4 separate regions of the Mus musculus genome follow, and regions 2, 3 and 4 are each linked to region 1. The links are chromatin contacts, called in public HiChIP or PLAC-seq maps. All regions are on one chromosome and are shown on one strand. The core of a region is the stretch at or near the end of the contact, and the rest is flanking DNA. Distances in the headings are between cores, read along the strand shown.

Region 1 (3,632 bases), core at 512-3,011:
AACCTGGATGAACCTTGAAGACATGGTGAAATAATATGCCTGCCATAAAATTAGAAATATTGTGTAATTCCAGTCATGTCATATAAAATAATAATAGTTAGTTCATAGGTATAGAAGGTGGAGCTACTGTTCAAAGAGCTCAATACCATGGTGCCTGGCACATGAGAAATACCCATAAGTCTAATCCCAGCACTCAGGAGGCAGAGGCAGGCGATTTCGAGGCCAGCCTGGTTCACAAAGTGAGTTCCAGGACAGCCAGGGCTATACAGAGAAACCCTGTCTCGAAAAACCAAAAAAAAAAAAAAAAAGAGAGAGAGATTGAGAGAGAGAGAGAAGTACCCATAAATGTCAACTAGTATTTTTAATCCTTAGCTATATAATGCTAATAATAAAAAGTTAGGGCAATGTGACCTTATTTGTGTTTTTTGTGAAGGGAAAAATGAGTGAAGAATAATGGGATGGAGGTAGTTCCTTCCAGGGTGAGTATGGAAGGTTGAGGCAATACTCCCAGGAAGGCCATGAACTAGGCTTCCTTAGGAAAATGAGCTTGGTGGCGCATACATTAATCCCAGAGCTCAGAAGGCAGGCAGGTGGTTTCTATGAATTTGAGACCAGCCTGGCTTACAAAGCAAGCTCCAGCCCGGCCAAGGCTACAGAGTGAGACCCTGTGTTCCAAAAGATAAAATAAAATAAATCCCTAAACCTCATACACATAAAATAAATTGATGAAAATCAAAAGAGAAAGCAGCTGTGTGAATCCTGTTGGTCTTAGCAGGCACTTTGGTCTGAGCCAGGTTCTGTCTGTTTGTTTGTTTTGTTTTGAAACAGGTCTTGCTGTGATGCCCTCAGCGGTCTTGAACTCTCTTTGTGGCCTAGGCTGGCCTGGAACTTGTCATCCTCCCTCCAGCCCTACCATCCCAAGCACTATTGCTCCTGGGATGTGCAACCACAGCTGAAAAACGGGAAGTGTTGGTGTGGGGGTCAGGGAGGGCGACTATAGTTTTGCCAAGTCTGGGACATGCCTTTAGCTCCAGGCCAGAGCAAATAAGACTCCTGGCCAGGCCTTCCACAGGACTATAGTCTTTCATCTGAGGTAGGCGCTTCAGGCAAGGCTTCAGGGAGTAGGAGTTACAATCCAACTATCCCCAGTTACAATCCAACTCATCCCGGTTTTTTTTTTTTTTTTTTTAGACAGGGTTTCTCTGTGTAGCCCTGGCTGTCCTGGAACTCACTCTGTAGAGACCAGGCTGGCCTTGAACTCAGAAATCCACCTGCCTCTGCCTCCCAAGTGTTGGGATTAGAGGTGTGCCCCACACCGCCGGGCCCCTGTTCCTATTTTACTCTAGGCTATCAGTTCTACCTCTGCCCAGCCAGGAGGGTCAGGACCTTGGTGTCTCTTTAGGACACTAACCCATTAACTTACTTCTCTATAACGACCTTCTTCATCCTCAACTCCTCGACCAAAGTAAACGAATAAAAAAACCTAATAGCCCTACACCTTCTAACCCAGTAGTACCTCTGCAGGGCTTTGGCTGTGTTCATAGTCTTCGGAGGGTTCCTCTGGGGGAGGCATGGTGGGCGTGGGGGTCAGGGCAGAGTCCTGTTGTCGACAGGGAGATCCAGGGGGTGCAGGTACCTTCTGCACGGAAACTGGTTCAGTTTCCATTTCTTGATTAGGTCTGTGAAGGCGGGAAATGGGTCTCAGATCTGAGCCAGAAAACTGAGCGAGAGATTGCCCGAGGAGAGCCCGCCTCCCGAGAGGAAGTGAGACAGGGCTGGGCGGGTCTAGGGGCGGAGAGGCTGGTTCTATAATCTCCCTTCCAAAGTTAAGAGAAAGACTAGGGAGCTATGGAAGTAACTCTGGTAGAGTCAGAAAGGTTAACCAAACAAGCAAGTAAACAAGCCCGGCATGCGGGCATGGCTCATTAGCAGAACAAGGAAAGATCCGGCCACGTACGCAGCATGCACACCAGGAGAGAAACAGAGCTGACAGGCTTTTCCCTGTCTGTGAGCTATTGGACTCATTCCACAGCTATATGTCTTTCTAGTTAAAAGCCAGGTAGAGAAATAAACTCCTCTTTGAGAGAGCCTCCCAAGTGCACCCTAGTGGAGACTTCGACTCAGTACTGGGATGGGTTTGCCTGGAAAGGCATCCCTCAGCTGAGAATGGAGCATGAGATAGAAAATGACCAGGAATTCAGAGCTGCTCAGACATTTTAAAGAGAGACAAACACTTGGAAAGGAGTGGAGGTCTGAAACAGGAGAGCCAGTTTGGGAAGTAGTCAGGGCCATTTTCAGATTTAAGATGGGGCTCCTGCGAAGTGATACCAGAGAAGATGAGATGAATCATACGGTGAGAAATGGACCGATTCTACATATGATCTGAGAGTTGGTGAAGGGTTTCTTACAGCGTGTCAGCTGCGTCTCTTGAATGACCTTGAGGCAGGTGGCCTATGAGAAGTAACTGTGGGACACAGAGTTAGTTCTGAGTCAGTGGAAGGACCGTGGTGACAGAACAGCGTTGAATGGGTCTGATGACTGTGCATCGTACAGAGGTAGACAACAGGGAGGCAAGGGGAGAGCTGGCCAGCAGTGGTGAAGAAAACAAGAGATACAAAGTTAGCTTTTTGACCAAGAAAAAGCAATCCAGAAACTAGTGGGTGAGGAAAACACACACCTGCTGACACTCTCATTGGCCAGTGCCTTTGGCTTCTAACTTCAGTCTGTTCCCACCCACTTTTCTGGCCCCTATGTGCCTATTCTCTGTTCCTATGTGAAACTGATTAAAAGGGATGGTAACAGGTTCCTGCTTTTGTAAACTTAGAGTTGTGGTGAGATGGGTTCTAAAGGGAGACCCAACATCCTGGAGACTGTGGAGGCCATACATCTAAGCTGACCAGTATCCCTTGGCCTTTAAAATTAGCCCATCAAGGGCTGGAGAGATGGCTCAGCGGTTAAGAGCACTGACTGTTCTTCCTGAGGTCCTGAGTTCAATTCCCAGCAGCCACATGGTGGCTCACAAGCATCTGTAATAGAATCTGATTCCCTCTTCTGGTGTGTCTGAAAACAGCTACAGTGTACTCATATAAATATTTTGAGTAAATATTTTAAAAAATTAGGCCAAGATCAGTTATATTGTGTACAAATATTTGTGTTTTCTTTCCTCAATTTTTTAAATTATGTGATGTAACATCTATTAATAGAATGTCAATGGTTATCATATTGAAGTCTGAGATACTAATAGAATGTTTCTAGGGGGCTGGTGAGATGGCTCAGGGGTTAAGAGCACTGACTGCTCTTCCAGAGGTCCTGAGCTCAATTCCCAGCAACCACATGGTGGCTACAACCATCTGTAATGGGATCTGATGCCCTCTTCTGGTGTGTCTGAAGACATCGACAGTGTACTCACATACATGAAATAAATTAATTAATTCAAAAAAAAAAAAAAAAGAATGTCCCTCAAGGGACATTGTCATCTACTCTAAATTTTTTGTTTGTTCGTTTGTTTTTGTTTGTTTGTTTGGTTTGGTTTGTTTGTTTTTTGTTTTTTGTTTTTTTTTTGGTTTTTCAAGACAGGGTTTCCCTGTACAGCCCTGGCTGTCCTGGAACTCACTTTGTAGACCAGCCTGGTC
Region 2 (3,296 bases), core at 676-3,175, 280 kb before region 1:
CCCGGGGTGGACAATCTTGATGACTAGGGCTCTGTTTCTGTCCCTGCAGGACAATGGGCCGGATGAGGTCCCGCCAGGTGTTCAGGTTTCCTGGGCGGGCTGGTACTTTCCTGGAATGCCCAACCTTTTTGATGTCCTAGGACTGAAGAGATTTCACGGAAGCAGAGGTGGGGGTGGGGGTGGGTGGAGGGGGTAAGGGTGGGAGGGCAAACAGGAAGTCCTTAGAGACACTAGGGACATGGTCTGTCCTTGTGTCTGGGCTCAGGAGGCACACTGAGCCTGTCTCCTCCCAGTCCCCCTTAACACCATCATGGCCTGCTCAGAGCACCTGATTTTTATGGGCTGTGCTGGAAGAGGCCTGTAGGGTCAGTTAGAGCCAAGCCTGGCACCAGGCAAGGGCCACTTCTCTCTGCCAGACAGGATTAAAATCCTCCAGGCCAGCCGGGCGTGGTGGCACACGCCTTTAATCCCAGCACTCAGAGGGTTGGGGGGAGGCAGAGGCAGGCAGATTTCTGAGTTCGAGGCCAGCCTGGTCTATAAAGTGAGTGCCAGGACAGCCAGGGCTACATAGAGAAACCCTGTCTCGAAAAACCAAAAAAAAAAAAAAAAAAAAAAAAAAATCCTCCAGGCCTATTCCCAGGGCTGGGCTGACCCAGCAGAAGCCAGAGAACATTCTGAAACATGTCACCTCTATCTCCCACCAAAGAGGGACACTAATCAGTCAACCAGTCTGACTTCAGAATATTCAGGTTAACTGCTATTAAATATAATAGAGGTGAACATATACCAAGTAGCACACACCTCCCTGCCTAGGACTGTCTGGAAAGATAACAAGAAGGACTCCGTGGGTAAAGGTGCTTGCTGCCAACCTGACGCCCTGAGTTCGATCCTCCAGAACCCTCGTGGTGAAAGGAAAGAACTGGCTACCAAATGTTCTCTTTCTGACATTCACAGGCAATGCTGAGGCAAGCGCCCCTTCAGCATACACAGTCGATTAATGTATGTACCAATCATTTTAAAAGAGAAATATGACTTATCTTAGAGAGTTTTCATAAGCTCTTGGAGATTGGTGCTGACCCCACCCCAACTCCTGTGTGTGTGTGTGTGCGTGTGTGTGTGTGTGTGTGTGTGTGTGTGTGTTCCTAAAGACTGAACCTATGGCTTCACACATGCTATAGGCCCCACTACTGGGTTACATCCTTAGGTCCTCTTCCTCTTCTTCCTGTCCTTTTTAAATTTTGAAACAGGACTGACCTGGAGCCTTTGTTCGCAGTCACATTGCCTCAGCCCCTGAGGTTACAGGCTGCAGCTGTCTCCATACTCAGTTAAAGGAACTCAGACCCAGGAAGGGGAAGCTGTTTACCAGAGCTTCATGGCTCTAGAGGTACCTGGGGTTTTAGACTGACTCCATCACTCTTATTTATACACTGCATAGCTCGCCACCGAGCATCTCTCGTTGCTTAGACACATGGTTAACACAGCGTATACAGCAGAGATGGAGGAGAGCCACTCTCTGGCAAGATCACCAAGATGGGGCCTGAGGCAGAACCGACTCCAGGGTCAGGGATTCCTGGACACAGTCAGTTAGGACTTAAGACTTGGTCATCAGAGGAAGGGGCTGGGATCATCTGCCCCAAGACACATGGTACTTAGAGAGGCGAAGTGCTTAGCCATTCTAACTTTTTCCGGACCAGAGATGACTGGGTGGGATCTGGATCTGGCCCCTTGGCACCCTCTGTGGGTGCCTTGAGGCTTAGCTGGGATGTCTCTTGGGGCAGGGTGGGGATGACAGCTTTTTCCGTTGCTGGTTCCCATCAAAACCATCCCAGGAAGAACTGAGGTGTAGCTCAGTGGTGAAGCACTTTCCTAACACGCACAGGAGGGTGGGCGGCGGGATGGTGGTTCACAGAGCAGCTGTTCTAAGGGGCAGAGGGCACCCACATCCTGTCCCATTACTCCACATAAACATCTGTGAGCTAGGAGCCCCTCTGTGGGTGCCTTGAGGCTGAATAAGACTGAATCAGAACTGACTTAGTGGAAACCTCTGCCCACGGCTTTCTCCAGTGGGATACTGTGGTCAGACCAGACCCAACTGCTAGTCCACACATGGCCAGCAATGCATGCCAAAAGGCACTGTTGGGAGGGAACACTCATCCCGGGGCTCTGTCAGGCCACATCCTGCCTCAGAAAGACCTTAGGAGGTACTTAGGAGGATAGGAAACTGCAGTCCCAGCAGGACCCGGACAGCGCCGGGGCTGGAGCTGGTTTTGGCGTTCTTTTCTTGTGTGACATTTTCTTGAAGCTGTGGACAAAGGGAACACCCCCCTGAGTGGCCCCCAGAGAGTGCTCCCCTGGGGATGGCTTTCCCCACCTTCTCTCAGGACATCGCTGAGGTATGGGGGCTTCTCGGGGCAAAGGCTAATCAGTGCAGCAGCTTTACAGACAGACACAAATAGAAAGGCTTGCTCGTGGCGAGACTGTTGGCCTTCACACGTTCTTCATTGAGAGGAAATCCACATAAAAAAAACCAAACCCAAAAAACTCACCAGTGGCAAGTGAGCAATCTGTGGTTCTCATGTATTTCCAGTACTGTGTGATACTCGTCACTAATCGATTCCAGAACACTCCCTCACTTATAAGAAACCCTGTTACTTTCTTTTCCCACCTCCCCTTACTCTACTTCCTGTCTCCGTGAATTTGTCTGGGTCACATGCCAGGAGACCTTTGTGTCTGGTTTCTTTCTCTTAGCTTAATGCTTTCAGTGCTGTTTGTGCTGAGGGACAAATCAACATTCCTCATTGTTCAGGGCTGATGACACATTCACAACTCTGTCCTATTTGTGTTGTCTAAACATCGGCCACTGCACACCTGAGCTGAGGGCTGTGGTGAATCAGGATCAGGATGCACGAAGATCCGGGTGAAGCCTGCGTGAGGTCATGTTTTTAATTCTTTGTGCATTTAACTGGAGTGGGATTGCACAATCATATGGTAACCTTGTTTGACTTTCAGGGGGGGATGCTAAGTTGCTTCCCAAGGGTAATACTATTTCACATCCCACTGTCTTTGCGGCTTTCAACCACTACCCAACCTCACTCACTATTTACATGTGATGCATGTGTGTATACATGTTTGAATGCACATGTGTGTGCACATGCCCATGTATACTAGAGATTGATATCGCCCTTTGGGAGAGATCCAAGCTCTGAAGACTTTCCCAGGCTCTTGTTTGGTGTGTGGGCGAGGCCTGAGTGACAGAGGTCCCCAGGGTCTGCACAAGCTGGTTTCTCTTCTGTCTC
Region 3 (3,436 bases), core at 356-2,855, 400 kb before region 1:
CTCCATTATTTTACACAGCACATATGCACCTGTTGCAAAAGTAATGCTATTTTGTTCCTAGACTTTTGCTAAAGGAAGCTACATATAATATGAGAGCTTTTTTTTAATTTTTAAAAATTATATTTTTAAATCTGTTAGGGCTGGTGAGATGGCTCAGTGGGTAAGAGCACCCGACTGCTCTTCCGAAGGTCTGGAGTTCAAATCCCAGCAACCACATGGTGGCTCACAACCATCTGTAACAAGATCTGACGCCCTCTTCTGGAGTATCTGAAGACAGCTACAGTGTACTTACATATAATAAATAAATAAATCTTTTTAAAAAATCTTAAAAAAAAAAATTATATTTTTTACATCTCAACTGCAGTTTCCTCTCCTCCCTCTCCTCCCAATCCCTCCCCCTCACTTCTCCTCTCCTCCTCCCCACCCCCATCCATTCTTCTTTTGTTTCTCTTCAGAAAAGGGCAGACCTCCCAGGGATATCAACCAAACATGCCCTATCAAGTTGCAGTAAGACTAGGCATCTCCCTTTGTATTAAGACTAGAAGTAGCAACCCAGTATGAGAAGCAGGGTCCCAAAATCTGGCAAAACAGTTAGAGACAGCCCCTGCTCCCAGTGTTAGGGGGTCCCATAAGAAGACCAAGCTACACAACTGGGACATAGGCCTAGGTCAGTCCTATGCAGGCTCCCTGGTTGTTGGTTCAGTCCCTGTGAGCCCCTGTGAGCCCAGGTTAGTCGATTTTGTGGGTTTTCTTGTGGTGTCTTTACCCCTCTGGCTCCTAAGGTCCTTTTACCTCCATCTTCTGCAGGATTCCCCAAGCTTCTCCTAATGTTTGGCTGTAAGTCTCTGCATCTGTTTCCATCCTTTGATGGACGAAGGCTCTAGGATGACAATTGGACTAGACACAAGTCATGTTTGTCTTTCTGGGTCTGGGCTGCCCCTGCCCAGGAGTGATTAGCTGTGTCTTGAGGTAGACCAATTTCCAATTTTCTGAGAAATCGCCATATTAATTTCCAAAGTGGCTACACAAGTTTGTACTCCTATCAGCAATGGAGGAGTGTTCCCCTTGCTCCACATCCTTGCTAGCATGAACTGTCACTTGTGTTGCTGATCTTGAGCTATTAAAATTCTATTAAAATGAAATTTATTTAGTACCACGGAAATTAAAAAGTTGTCTGCCCTCAGGCCTTTGCTCGATGTTCTATGGAAAGGAGACTTGTTGAATATAAGGTTTGTGCAAATCAACCACACAGACTTTTAACCCAATTCCAAGTAGAAATGGATAAGCTCATTTGGGATCCTGATTCAGAAATCCAAATTTTAAAAACCGAACTGGGATTTCAGTTTGTTTAGCTGAAGTCAAGTTTCAATTTAATTTTTTTTTAAGTAAATCATACTCACTCTGAAGTTTGATTCTTATGAACTTGTAACTATACTGAGATCTGATTTGAAAGAGAATAGTGTGGCTACAAAGCAACTGCCAAAACCCATTCTGATTAGTTCCCTTCACACATACCAGAAAAAGTTTAACACTACAACCATCTAACAACCAGCCATTTCCTAATATGGGCATTTCTGCCAGCCAGTTTCACTTCTGCAATCCAAGTGCTAGAAGGATGGTGTCTGTGCTTCTACAACTTCCTCCCTTCACCCACTGCAAAGTGAGGGAATCTCTGTGTGGAATGTCAACATTAATTATGGCATCATCAATAACTGACTCTCCTGGCCCAAAAATTGTAGGATCTGCTTTGATGTATTCTAGTCCTAATAGCTTAATTACAAAGTTCAAATAAATAGCCACAAAGTTTAAGGACTCGCTTTTTATTAAAAATAGACAGCAAGCCAGGCATAATGGTGCACGCTGGAAGGTGGAAGCAGGAGGTTCAGGACTTCAAGGTAAACCTCACTAAACAGATGTACAAGACCAGACAGGGTACATGAAACTCTGGAGAGAGAGAGAGAGAGAGAGAGAGAGAGAGAGAGAGAGAGAGAGAATAAAAAAGCCAACATAGACTTGACAAAATGGCTATGCAGGTAAAAATATCACCAATCCTAAAGACCTGAGTTCTGAGATTGACCCCTGGACAGAGAGAACCAACTCCTGCAAGTTGTCCTCTTACTTCCATACGTACAAGTGCACACAGGCGCGCGCGCGCGCGCGCGCACACACACACACACACACACACACACACACACACACACACACACACACATATTGTAAATGTTAGGAGCAGAAGAGATGGCTTGTTGGTTAAGAGCACTTGATATGGAATTATTAGAACCAGAGTTTGTGCTGTATCCTAGCAACCTATATCACAAACTAAGCATCCCACAAGCATCTATAACCAAAGTCAGTACACTTGTATTGACATGGGAAAGTATTAGGGATTCAATGTGAAAAGAAACCAGTGGGCCATTGCTGCCAAGTCTGAAGACATGATGATCCCTGGGGGCAGCATGATGGAAAGAAAATTGGCTCAAGCTGTCCTCTGAGCTCCACACTGTGTCAAAGCATGTACACACATACACAAGTAAAAATAATACGAATTTTTTTCTTTCTTTCTTTTTTTATTATATGTAAGTACACTGTAGCTGTCTTCAGACACACCAGAAGAGGGAGTCATATCTCGTTACAGATGGTTGTGAGCCACCATGTGGTTGCTAGGATTTGAACTCAGGACCTTCCGAAGAGCAGACAGTGCTCTTAACCACTGAGCCATCTCACCAGCCCACGAATTTTTAATAAAAGAAGGAAACTAGCTAGAAGTATGTGAAATAAATCATTTTGAAAGGAAAAAACATTTCACGCTGATTTAGTCTTTTGGAAAACAATTTTTTTATCTTAAAAATAAAGACAGTTATGATACATGTCCTATTTTTAAACTAAAGGTACATGTTGCTTTCTTTGGTAATTGAGAAAATTATATATTTAGGGGGAAAACCTGTACACACTCACGAAGCAAAAGTTACCATGTGCTGCTGAGCACTGGGTTGTTGCTTAGCTCGCCAGTGATCTTCAGGATCGCCTCAGGAAAGTTAACGCTTGAACCTTCATTGAGTTGCTTGAGTTCATTGAGTTGCTTGAAGTTTGGAGCAAAGGTCCCCGTTCTAGGCTGGAAGCTGAGGTTTGCATCCTGGGGTGTTTCACTGTGATTCATGTGAGCCCACTGCTCTATCGTCTTCCTATCAGTGTAAATATCTGCCTTGTAGTCACTCAAGTATCTTTCTCCAAGGTACACTTTGCAAGAGTGGATGCTGAACAATAATAGGGGCAGATCTTAGCTTTATACCTTGGCTACAAACTAAAAGAAAGTGTAAGTGAGTGGGCTGAGCTGGATAGTGCTGGCATGAAGCTGGCCAGGTCTTTGCATGTGCAGGGTTCCAGTGGAAAGAATGTGAACACAGGACAGTAGCAAGAGATTAGTAACAACCTAAAT
Region 4 (3,260 bases), core at 496-2,995, 310 kb after region 1:
CAAGCACTCTACTAACTGAGCTACCTTCCCAGCCACACAATGAAAATGGCACTGATATCAGGACCCTGTGTCAGCTAACGGTGATGTATTTGTAACACGGGGGAAGACGTCCACGGGCCACAGTTAACCAAGAGTTAGTGCTGAAGACTAAGAACACCAGCTACCAAAGAAAACACACACCTCCAAAATATTCCCATTCCCAAGCAAGGTGGAAGGGTAGACCACCACTCCATAGCCCTTAGCTCCCCAGCCCTCCACACCTGGCCTGCCCATCAGTCAACCAAGCCCATAAGACAGGTTTAGGTTTCAATTTCAAGTACAGATTTCAGATTCACCTATTTACAGGTCCCCAAACTACTCAGAATGTCGTTGTTGCTAAACAGTAGGAGTCCTAGGGACTTCTGGGAGGACAAAGGGAATGAGAAAGGAGGCTCAGTTAAATAAATAGCTCTCAAACTGTTCAGACACTTTCATTGGCATCTCAAACTGAAAGTAACTACTACACACTCAAAAAAAAAAAAAAAAGTCTTTGAGCTGGCCTGGTGGTGCATGCCTTTGTCCCAGCATCTGGGAGACATAGGCAGGTAGATTTATGTGAGTTCAAGGTCAGCCAAATCTATAGTGAGGTACTATCTTAAAAAAACAAAAATAAAAACAAAAACAAAAAACCCAAACTTTTTTTTTTAAGGATTTGGGTTTTAATTTAATCACTATTCATTTACAGATGGCCCACAATCAATTTGAAGGGAAATAATTTTTCACAATTAAGTAGGTGTCTCCCCGACACATACACAAAACCCCGGTCACGCACATACAAACTTCGGGTCTAATGTTTGCTTAATATTTCCCTTCAGTGATAAGCTCTCAGGTCTGAGTCACCCACCATACATTTCTCATTAGGACAGGTTTGGCTTGGAAATAAAACTCCCTTTCTGCCAGGCCACTGCCTCAAGCTCCGAAATCTGCGACTGGTTGACTGGGGCCTAGTAAGAAAGGGCCCTGGAGAGCCGGATTCAATTTTCTCGTCTCTATGTGCCACCCTGGTCCTCCAGCCTCTCCCTACCTTCCTTCAGACCTCCTCTCCATCCATCTCCATTTACCTAAGACAGCCCAAACTGTCCCATCCCATTTCCTCTTCAGTCTTTTATTTTTCGAAGGAGCCTTTAAAGCTATTCCCAGAACCTGTTCCCTCGTGCTCTTCTGCAGACCTGGTCCCTCTTCACCATTCAGATCCAAGAACAGGGGACCACCTAACCTCGTGCTCCCCTCCCCCGCAGTTTCCCCTTTCAGAGCTGGCATTCATGGTGTTTTCTTCCTCAAAGTCCGGAGAATGCCTCCCTTCCAGTCTTGGCTAGCAGCTTCCTTAAGCTTCAAGAACCATCAACCCAGTGACCTACCTGCCTGCATCCCTACTCCACACCCAGGGCCTGAATAATCAGTCACCCACCCCGTTTCGGGCCCCACAAGCCCCAGACTTGGGAGTCATCAGATCCCACAAATCCCAGCGGGTCTCAGCCCCCCGAGGAGGGAGCGGCCAAGCAGGGGTGCTCTCAGCTACTCCGGACCCTAGAGCCCCAGCGGTCATCGTGGATCAGGGTGCCGGTGCCCTGCGGGTAAGGGCCGCGGAGTTCCCAGCTCCTTGCACCCGGCGCCTTAGCGCGTGCAGTCCAGGCGCCGCCGCACACAAAGGTGGACCCAGCAGCCCACGCCGCCCCGCGCCACGCAAGCACTCACCGCGCCGCGCCGACTCCCGGGACTCGGGGACGCGGCGGGGCGCAGCCCAATCGCCGCCACTGTTGGTGCCGCCGCCGCCGCGAGGCCCGGCCAGACTGGGGCCGGGGGCGAGAGTGAGGGGCGGGACGGCCAGAGGAAGCTGGGGGCCCGGAAAAGCCGCCCGGGTGCGCCCCAGAGGCTGGATTGGCCCTGCGGCGAGATCCGAGGGTGAAGCCTGAGCCCGCCTGCTGGGCAGGGCCCGGGGTCTGGACCCGCCCCGACCCAGACCCTTGTTGGACCCCGACGGGGGAAGACCCAGTACTCTGAGGAGGAGGAGGAGGTGTTGGGCTACTCGCTGCCCATCCCCCACACGGATCCTAGCACTTCCAAGAGCCGAAGTTTCTTTTTCGGTGAGAGGGGACAGGTGACCGGCCACTGACCACTCCCACCCTCGGAACTGCTGGCTCCAAGCCCCGCTGCAATCCAGCTGTCCCCATTCAGTCCAGAATTTCTCCCCTCGACACCAGGCCAGCACCGCGGCTCGGAAAGGGTTAACTCGACAGCGAAGAATTCCGAGTTGCTGGGAGCTCTCTATAAATACAGTGTCGTGGGCGCCTGAGCCAACCACAGGGCAATTTCCACTGAGATGGTTTTCCTCGTTTTCTTACACCCACAGCAACCGGACTAACGCTGCTCTCAACCCTTTTATCCCAGCCGCATGCCAGCTGCTGGCTAGCCCAGGTTCTGTAGAGAAGAGTAAGCCTGGGTGCCCTCAACCCTGAACCCTTTCTTTGCCATCTATCTATCCCCATCCCCTTTCACTATGTCCTTAAAAAAAAAAAAAAAAAAAAATCTAGCTGCAGGCAGCGACAAGAGGAGGGCAAAGGATGATTAAGTCTGTCTGGAATTTGCCAACATCCCTTCACCTGTGTTTGTATCTGTCCATTACACAGACAGGAAACAGCAACAGCGTAGAGGGCCTTCTGTGGGCTCAAATGAAGGCAGCATGCTTTCCTCTCTGGCCTCCATAGATCTCCCAAGGGTCCCACCAGGTAGAAATTATTTCTGTTTTGCAGATGAAAAAAAAAAATTGAGACTCAAGGAAAGAAGGGACTCCAACCTTGCACTGCTTGCAGACTTAGCAACCAAGTGACAGCAGCTGTCAGAGAGAGCTTAGGAAATAATCGTGAATCCACACGGGTCTCGGCTTCTGCCAGCTACTATTTTAAGCTCTTCACAATTTATCTCTTTTAATCCCCCAAATTCAGTGAAGTGAGTGCTGTTACTCGCATTTTTGCAGATAAGGAGATTCAGACACAGGCTTTATAGTAGCTCACCCGAGGGCACCCAGCTCTTAGGGAGAGGCAGAACTATTCTATGTCCTTGAATTTGTGTGCTGAGATCAAATATAGCTATGTCTATGCTTCTAAATATAAATTTGGCATTAAAAAAAAAAAAAAAACCTGTATACATGGTCCTGCCCTTGAGCCAAGACTCTCATGTAGAGGTCAGAGGATAACCTTGGGTATTAATCCTTGACTTCCATC

Evidence for each region. HiChIP or PLAC-seq counts read pairs in DNA pulled down with a chosen protein or histone mark.
Region 2: a BATF HiChIP or PLAC-seq map of CD8 T cells shows a contact between it and region 1, with 9 read pairs. The contact joins the enhancer-like site here to the promoter of Pml in region 1. A contact is called at or near these places in 2 of 484 Hi-C or Micro-C datasets (B cells and nephron progenitors), 4 of 115 datasets of contacts at active chromatin or transcription factors (CD8 T cells, embryonic stem cells, extraembryonic endoderm stem cells and 1 more) and 2 of 9 other capture datasets (adipose tissue and liver).
Region 3: a contact with region 1 is called in an H3K4me3 HiChIP or PLAC-seq map of pro-B cells, with 2.5 times the contacts expected there. The contact joins the enhancer-like site here to the promoter of Pml in region 1. A contact is called at or near these places in 4 of 39 promoter capture datasets (hippocampal neurons, liver and pre-B cells), 2 of 115 datasets of contacts at active chromatin or transcription factors (large pre-B cells and pro-B cells) and 1 of 9 other capture datasets (pancreatic islet).
Region 4: an HNF4G HiChIP or PLAC-seq map of pancreatic cancer cells shows a contact between it and region 1. The contact joins the promoter of Cd276 here to the promoter of Pml in region 1. A contact is called at or near these places in 4 of 39 promoter capture datasets (the 3T3-L1 cell line, the C10 cell line and second pharyngeal arch cranial neural crest), 1 of 15 datasets of contacts at CTCF or cohesin (the NIH/3T3 cell line), 1 of 484 Hi-C or Micro-C datasets (rod photoreceptor), 2 of 115 datasets of contacts at active chromatin or transcription factors (bone marrow-derived macrophages and pancreatic cancer cells) and 1 of 9 other capture datasets (adipose tissue).

What each region holds. Positions count from the first base shown.
Region 1 is chr9:58,248,025-58,251,656 of GRCm38.p6, forward strand. Pml (promyelocytic leukemia) reads right to left here and starts at 1,762. Exons shown (of 9, transcript NM_178087.4): 1 at 1,517-1,762. The coding sequence starts at 1,666.
Region 2 is chr9:57,970,291-57,973,586 of GRCm38.p6, forward strand. No RefSeq gene overlaps it. Among named protein-coding and RNA genes, the nearest start is that of Sema7a, 32 kb to the left of the region's middle. Within about 2 kb of position 1,926, at least 144 of the 459 cell types and tissues checked have an H3K27ac peak or open chromatin away from gene starts, as enhancers often do. A contact at or near this core is called in B cells, CD8 T cells, adipose tissue and 1 more, where this site is marked.
Region 3 is chr9:57,852,881-57,856,316 of GRCm38.p6, forward strand. No RefSeq gene overlaps it. Among named protein-coding and RNA genes, the nearest start is that of Arid3b, 18 kb to the left of the region's middle. Within about 2 kb of position 1,606, at least 31 of the 459 cell types and tissues checked have an H3K27ac peak or open chromatin away from gene starts, as enhancers often do. A contact at or near this core is called in pro-B cells, where this site is marked.
Region 4 is chr9:58,553,288-58,556,547 of GRCm38.p6, forward strand. It overlaps Cd276 (CD276 antigen), which reads right to left and starts at 1,746. Exons shown (of 8, transcript NM_133983.4): 1 at 1,735-1,746.